2 separate regions of the Aedes albopictus genome follow, and region 2 is linked to region 1. The links are chromatin contacts, called in public Hi-C maps. All regions are on one chromosome and are shown on one strand. The core of a region is the stretch at or near the end of the contact, and the rest is flanking DNA. Distances in the headings are between cores, read along the strand shown. Region 1 holds the start of LOC134291433 (chorion transcription factor Cf2). Region 2 holds the start of LOC134291439 (eukaryotic translation initiation factor 3 subunit C).

Region 1 (3,527 bases), core at 1,019-3,518:
GAAGTCGTGGTCCTATGATATTCATGGAAACGCCCTCCACATTATCAAACAAGATAGATGCATAACCGAAAGGGCGACAAGTTGGATTGCGGGAACTATCGCGCGATCACACTACTGAGCGCTGCCTACAAGGTACTCTCCCAAATTTTATGCCACCGTCTATCACCGATTGCAAGAGAGTTCGTGGGGCAATATCAGGCTGGATTCATGGGTGAACGCGCTACAACGGATCAGATGTTCGCCATCCGCCAGGTGTTGCAGAAATGCCGCGAATACAACGTGCCCACACATCACTTGTTCATCGATTTCAAATCGGCGTATGGTACAATCGATCGAGAACACTGCCGCCACTCGCATAACAGTCCCATCTTTGCTGGGTTACCTATTCATATGGGACTGTTTTGCGAATGGGGGCAGAACAGCTATGGCAGATTATGCACGAATACGGATTCCCGGATAAACTGATACGATTGATCAAGGCGACGATGGATCGAGTGATGTGCGTAGTTCGAATATCAGGGACACTCTCGAGTCCCTTCGAATCTCGCAGAGGGTTACGGCAAAGTAATGGTCTTTCGTGCTTGCTGTTCAACATTGCGTTAGAAGGTTTAATAAGGAGAGCGGGGATTAACACGAGTGGTATGATTTTCACGAAGTCCGTTCAGCTGCTTGGTTTCGTTGATGATATTGATATTATTTCCCGTAAATTTGAGACGATGGCGGAAACGTACATCCGACTAAAGAGTGAAGCCAGGTAAATCGGATTAGTCATTAATTTTCGAAGACAAAGTACATGATGGCAAAGGGCTCCAGGGAGGAATCACCGCGCCCGCCACCCCGAATTTATATCGACGGTGATGAAATCGAGGCGGTTGAAAAATTCGTGTACTTGGGCTCACTGGTGACCGCCGACAACGACACAAGCAGAGAAATTCAGAGGCGCATTGTGGCAGGAAATCGTGCTTACTTTGGACTCGGCAAAACTCTACGATCGAATAAAGTTCGCCGTAACACGAAGTTAACTATCTACAAAACGCTGATTAGACCGGTCGTCCTCTATGGGCACGAAACATGGACCCTACGTGCAGAGGACCAACGCGCCCTTGGAGTTTTCGAACGGAAGGTGTTGCGTACCATCTACGGCGGAGTGCAGATGGAAGACGGGACTTGGAGAAGGCGAATGAACCATGAGCTGCATCAGCTGCTGAGAGAACCAACCATCGTCCATACCGCGAAAATCGGGAGGCTACGGTGGGCGGGTCACGTCATCAGGATGTCGGATAGCAACGCGACTAAAATGGTTCTCGAGGGTCATCCGACCGGTACAAGAAGACGTGGAGCGCAGCGAGCTATGTGGGTCGACCAAGTGGAGGACGATCTGCGGACCCTACGCAGAGTGCGGAACTGGAGACAAACTGCCATGGGCCGAGTGGAATGGAGACGGCTACTATGTACAGCAGAGGCCACCCCGGCCTTAGCCTGATTGGTAAGGTAAGTAAGATGCATAACCGAGTGCAAGCTGCAATGACAACACGAAGCTCTCCTGACTAGGCCTATGAATTTGCCTGGGAATCCTTTTCACTGCTTCGAGTAACGCACATTACCGCTCTGAACTTACCGGATGAAGCTGTTGGATCTTTTGTGGCGCAATCTGCGGCCTTGGAACCTCGACAGCCAGCGATTCCTTCGGCATCTGCTGCCCCTCCGTAACAACCGTTATGCCTTTGATGTAATGTCGCAAGGCAGTGTCTGATTTTTCAACTCGAGTTTTGAATGCATGGCATCGACTGACTTGATGAATGCATTGAATACAGATTTTGTCCGGCCAGCCGTCCAATTGCTCAATCTACAATTGCAAAACAGTCGTTAGGTTTATGATCAAAAATTTATCAAAAATTACGACGATTTACCTGTATCTTTGCGATTTCCATCAGCATCTCCGCGACCATCTCACCGAAAAGAGGACGCATTTCCTTTTTGATTGCCAAGCATATCCGACAGATCTTATCCAGCTCCAAATTTTTCAGGGTTTCCAGCTCCATATCGACGATCCGTCTTTGAATCTTTTGATTTCCTAGCTCCCGACAAACTATTTTTTTTTTTGTTCGGATACTGAAAACACCGTAAATATACGGATTCACGAGGGTTATTTAAAAAAAATGAAAATTTTGCAGGCTTCCAGAGAATTTTTAAGATTTTCCTAGATGTAAACAAATTTCACGCAAAACAATCAACATTTAAATATGGCGTCAAGAGAATGCCAAATGGTATTGTTCTTTCATCTCTTTTTGCGCACTAGCTGGTATCAACAAGTGCGATCGCAAAATCAGAATGCCGCAGTTCAAATTGATGGAGTGCATTTTTCATGTGTTGATCGAAGAATTTATAAATTTATTAAATTTAAATATAAAAAATAAAATATATAATTTAATTTCTTCCTAATATTTTGAACAAGCGGAACAAAAATCGTTTTTTTTATTTAGGAAAGGTTTTTCGATAAAATCACAATACATTTCGACTCCCTAAGGGGTTGCGATGTGAGGTCGAAAAAGTATTTTGTCGCTCATGGAACCCACTGCGGTTTAATCTGCACTCAGGAAAATCGACTCATACTTGTTCCGTGCATTCACAAACATTGTTCGTGCAGTTGAAAATCGGAATTTTTGAAACCCCTATAGCGTTACGTAATTTGTGTACGATGCCTAAACCGTGTGTCGGACGCACGTCGGACACAGTGCGCTGGATAGAGGGCCAGGGCCACTTGGATGCGCACTACGTCCGACGTTAGGTTTGACGAATGGATTTTGAGAAAATTTGATTGTCGGGCGTGGGGAAACTTCAGGTTTCAACCCGAATTTGCACGCAAAAGCCCAGTTTCGTGTTCTAAATTATTCGGTCAAGACATTTCGACAATGATTTTTCATAAGGGCCTAACTGACTTTCTCGATCGATTTCTCTTCGTCGACTCTCTCTTTCGCTAATAACTTGATCAAACGAACAAAATCATTATTTTTTTTGTTTCTATCCACTTATCCGCGAGCGGTAATGGCGGCGGCGGGCATGTCCAACCGGTTCGGATTTTGACGTTTCTTGGGGGAAAGTCAAAACAGTTTCATTCTCCTCCTCACCCATCAACCCACCATTTGATGGCGCCAACCGATTGCGATCCCCACGAAACGTCAAAATTCGAATCGGTTATTTGTGCCCGCCGCCGCCATTACCGCTCGCGGATAAGTGGATAGCAAGACGTAGTCATCTCCTTCGCATTTCATTCAAAAATTTTTTTGAAAACTCAACACACATTCTGTAATAACACAAAGAGAGGATCGATGATGAAAAATCGAAAATGTCAGTTAGGCCCTAATGAAGAATCATTGTCGATTTCTTGACCGATTCCTGGCAGTTCTAAAGTGACTACTGTTTGATTTGTCATTTCTTCGCAACTGCGTACTGCGATCGAAGAAAAACGATTTCCCGGGCGATTCAGGCAAGGAAATTCCCATGCAACAAGATAGGCTGAAAAATTC
Region 2 (3,454 bases), core at 571-3,070, 260 kb before region 1:
GAAGTTTCCGCACACCCGACAATCGAATTTTCTCAAAATCCATACGTGAAACCTAACGTCGGACGTAGTGCGCTGGACAGCGGACCTGGCCCTCTATCCAGCGCACTGTGCCCGACGTAGGTCCGACACACGGTTTAGGAGAAAAATCGATTTTCGCGTGTCAAAATTTCCGATTTTCAACTGCACGAACAATATTTTCACCTAAACCTAACGTCGGACGTAGTGCGCTGGACAACGGACCTGGTCATCTATCCAGACACACGGTTTATTTTCGCGTGTCAAAAATTTTGATGTTTCGGTTGCATTTCGCGTTTCAAAAATTTCGATTTTCAACTGCATTTTCTCCAAATCCGTGCGTCGGACATAGCTTCGAAAGTGGTGCGCTGTCTGTATAGCGGACCAGATTTACTGTATAGCGCACCACTTCCGAAGATAGGTCCGACGCAGGGATTTGGAGAAAAACCCAACTTCGCTAGTCAAAAACTCCGATTTTCAACTAAATTGAGAGTATTAGCTAAAGACTCGGCAAAATATTGACCGCGCAGAAGACACCTGTTGGATTTGATCCAACGGGGGGAAAATTTCCGAAATTATGATCCTTCGGTACGGGAATGAAAACACTTAATCCGTTGTGTTTGGGAAGGATATAATTTTCCTAAGGAAAATATTTAAATTATAATTGTTACAGACTATCATTATAATTATGTTTGCTTGTCTCGCAAACTGGCTTTGAGAACCCCTGTACAGCAGGTTGTTCTTTGTGCAATATATGGTTAGTTCACATTGGTTTACATAGTTTTACTTACGTTTATGTTCCTTTGTGGCTTCGTGTCTATAGCATATGTGGTCGTAGTCCTAATAATTTGAGTTCAAGTTGTACATATAATCTTTCGAAGAAAATGTATTTTAGCTTACCGGACTTGGAAATAAGCAATTTACTATGTTCTAGGCTCAGAGGAACAGGAACGTAGCGGAGTTTAGGTTACCTAGTATGCATAGATAAATTTAAGTCCAAATTGCATGATTTTATGTATCTAAGCTTACCAATTCGGCGTGTAAATAGTAGACACTTATTCAATTAATTAGTTCACTAGTTTTAAGTTCAATTTTAGGATATTTGCACTAGTTTAAGGATATTTTAAAGTAGAATTAACACAATATTGTTGCTCATACTATCAAGGCATATTCTTCTCTTCTGTTTCTGTCGACTCACCCATGTGACAGGCCGAATACCTGTCACTCCCTACCATCCGTACAATCACTGCCGCAATCTTGTTCGCAAGGTTGCGAACAATGTAGAGACTACGGTGGTAGACTTGCGCGCTGGCCTAATGGGGTAGGCCAACAACACCGAAACGATTACCTACAATTGCGCATATAACCGCGTGATTTTGCACAACCGCACAATTTTTCTTGCCATGCATAATAATGAGCCATTTTACGAGACGTTTCGGATCAGCTGATCGATCATTGAAAGAAAATTTGACAGGAGGTCGCGTCCACGCTCGGGAGTGTGAATATCGTTGTGTTGTTTCTTATAAAATAGGCTATTGAGTTGTCCAAAAAAAAATCTCACGAAATCTACTGCAAGCCTATCCATATACGTGAGAACAAAAGATGTTTACAAAGTTCTTACAGATAGATTAACACGGGAAATATGAACACAAACCACTACCACACAGGAATTTGGATTGGTCAATACCCCACTTCAAGAAGCTTCATGGCCACTGTGCACAAAAAAATATATGGATTCTACTTTATCGAGATACGTGTTCTTGACAAGACCACATTCCCATTCGAGTACACCATCATCTCACCGATTTGACGTCTTTCGAACGGGCGAAAATGGAATGCCGACGTCGCAGTCAGAAAGCGCCCCTTTCTGTTCAGAGACGTCAATCGATTTTCCTATGGTTGATTCGGTGTGAACCATTTCTGTGAATTTCATTGGGAAATACTTGTAAGTTGTAAGCGAAATAATCTGAAGTAGTGAAATCCGTGTACATTTTACATTAATTTAGTGGAGTTCATTGGATTTAAGTGCATTTTGTGGATTTAGAAGCGTTTTCCTGCCGGGGGAAAACTGCGTGGCAGCAGCTGTCACTTCTCGCAACGATTAGGGGAGAGACAGAACTCGGGCGAAATGAGACCTAACCTCAACCCGAATTTGTTGTTCAATTTGTTGTGTTCACTGTAGTAGCAGATAGTGCAATCCTGATGAAGACGTTTTGTACCGATATTAATCATCTTTTTATTTGTGTTTTACTTTCAGGCAAGCCGTACACGGAAAACTATTGAAAAATGTCTCGTTTCTTCGCCGGTGGTGGTTCGGATTCCGATTCCGAAAGCTCGTCTGATAGTGAGGTCGTAGCACGGCCAGCAGCCCCTCAATTCACTGTAAGTTTTATTGAAACCAACATTGAATTTTATTCTCTACGTTCTCTCATCGGACGGCTAAGACCGCTCACGGTCCATCTCGCCTGGCCAACACTGAAATTTAGTGAGTGCTAATTTTTAATTTTATTTCCAGTTCAGCGATGAGGAAGAGGACGTCAAGCGCGTCGTCCGCTCGACGAAGGAGAAACGTTATGAAGATTTGTCCAACATTATCAAGAACATCCGCAACTACAAGAAGATCAAGGATATGTCCAGCATGCTGACCAGCTTCGAGGAATTGACCCGGGCTCATACTAAGGCACTTCCGGTGATCACCAAGGTGGAGAATGGGGTTACTCCCCGTTTCATTATCCGCGCCCTGGCCGAGCTGGAGGACTTCATCAACATGGTCTGGGAAGATAAGGAGGGACGGAAAAATCTGTCAAAGAACAATTCTAAGTCGTTAGGAACGCTCCGTCAGAAATTCCGAAAGTACATCAAGGAGTTTGATAGCGATTTGAAGAAGTTCCGGGAGTCTCCGGATGCAGCAGATGATGACGAAGAAGAGGAGGAGAAGAAGGAAGAATCCGAGTCCGAAGATGAACAGCATGTGGCGCCAACTGCGGCCAAGGCCGTTTCCTTCAAGAAGGATGTGCAGAAGGTGAAGGTGGACAAGGATGACGATGAATCGGATGATTCTATTGATTGGGACATGGACTCGGATTCAGATGAAAGCTCGTCGGATGAGGAAACTCAGTACACCAGCATCCGTGAACGGTTCTTGAAGAAGGCTGATAAGGAAGACGGAGACGATGCCGAAAATAAGAAGGAAAAGAAGAAGTTACAGAAGGATTCCAAGGATAGGCTGAAGAAGAAGCGCGCTGACGACGATGACGAAGGATGGGAGGTGGTCAACGGAAATCGTTCGACCAGTGCTGAGCAGCCCAAGATGTTCGCTAAGGATGCTGAGATCGATGTCAACGTTGTGATTAACAAGCTGAACGAAGTGATGGCCGCTCGTGGCAAGAAGAGAACCGATCGCAAGCTTCAGATCGAGTTCCTGAGGGAGCTGCGCACA

The links. A called contact is a pair of places that touch in the nucleus more often than the background predicts.
Region 2: a Hi-C map of whole body shows a contact between it and region 1, with 6 times the contacts expected there. The contact joins the promoter of LOC134291439 here to the promoter of LOC134291433 in region 1. A contact is called at or near these places in 2 of 3 Hi-C or Micro-C datasets (embryo and whole body).

Annotation. Positions count from the first base shown.
Region 1 is chr3:224,502,048-224,505,574 of AalbF5, reverse strand. It overlaps LOC134291433 (chorion transcription factor Cf2), which reads right to left and starts at 2,268. Exons shown (of 9, transcript XM_062859162.1): 1 at 1,911-2,268; 2 at 1,619-1,846. The coding sequence starts at 2,042.
Region 2 is chr3:224,757,934-224,761,387 of AalbF5, reverse strand. LOC134291439 (eukaryotic translation initiation factor 3 subunit C) reads left to right here and starts at 1,820. Exons shown (of 4, transcript XM_062859174.1): 1 at 1,820-1,960; 2 at 2,273-2,397; 3 at 2,531-3,454. The coding sequence starts at 2,302.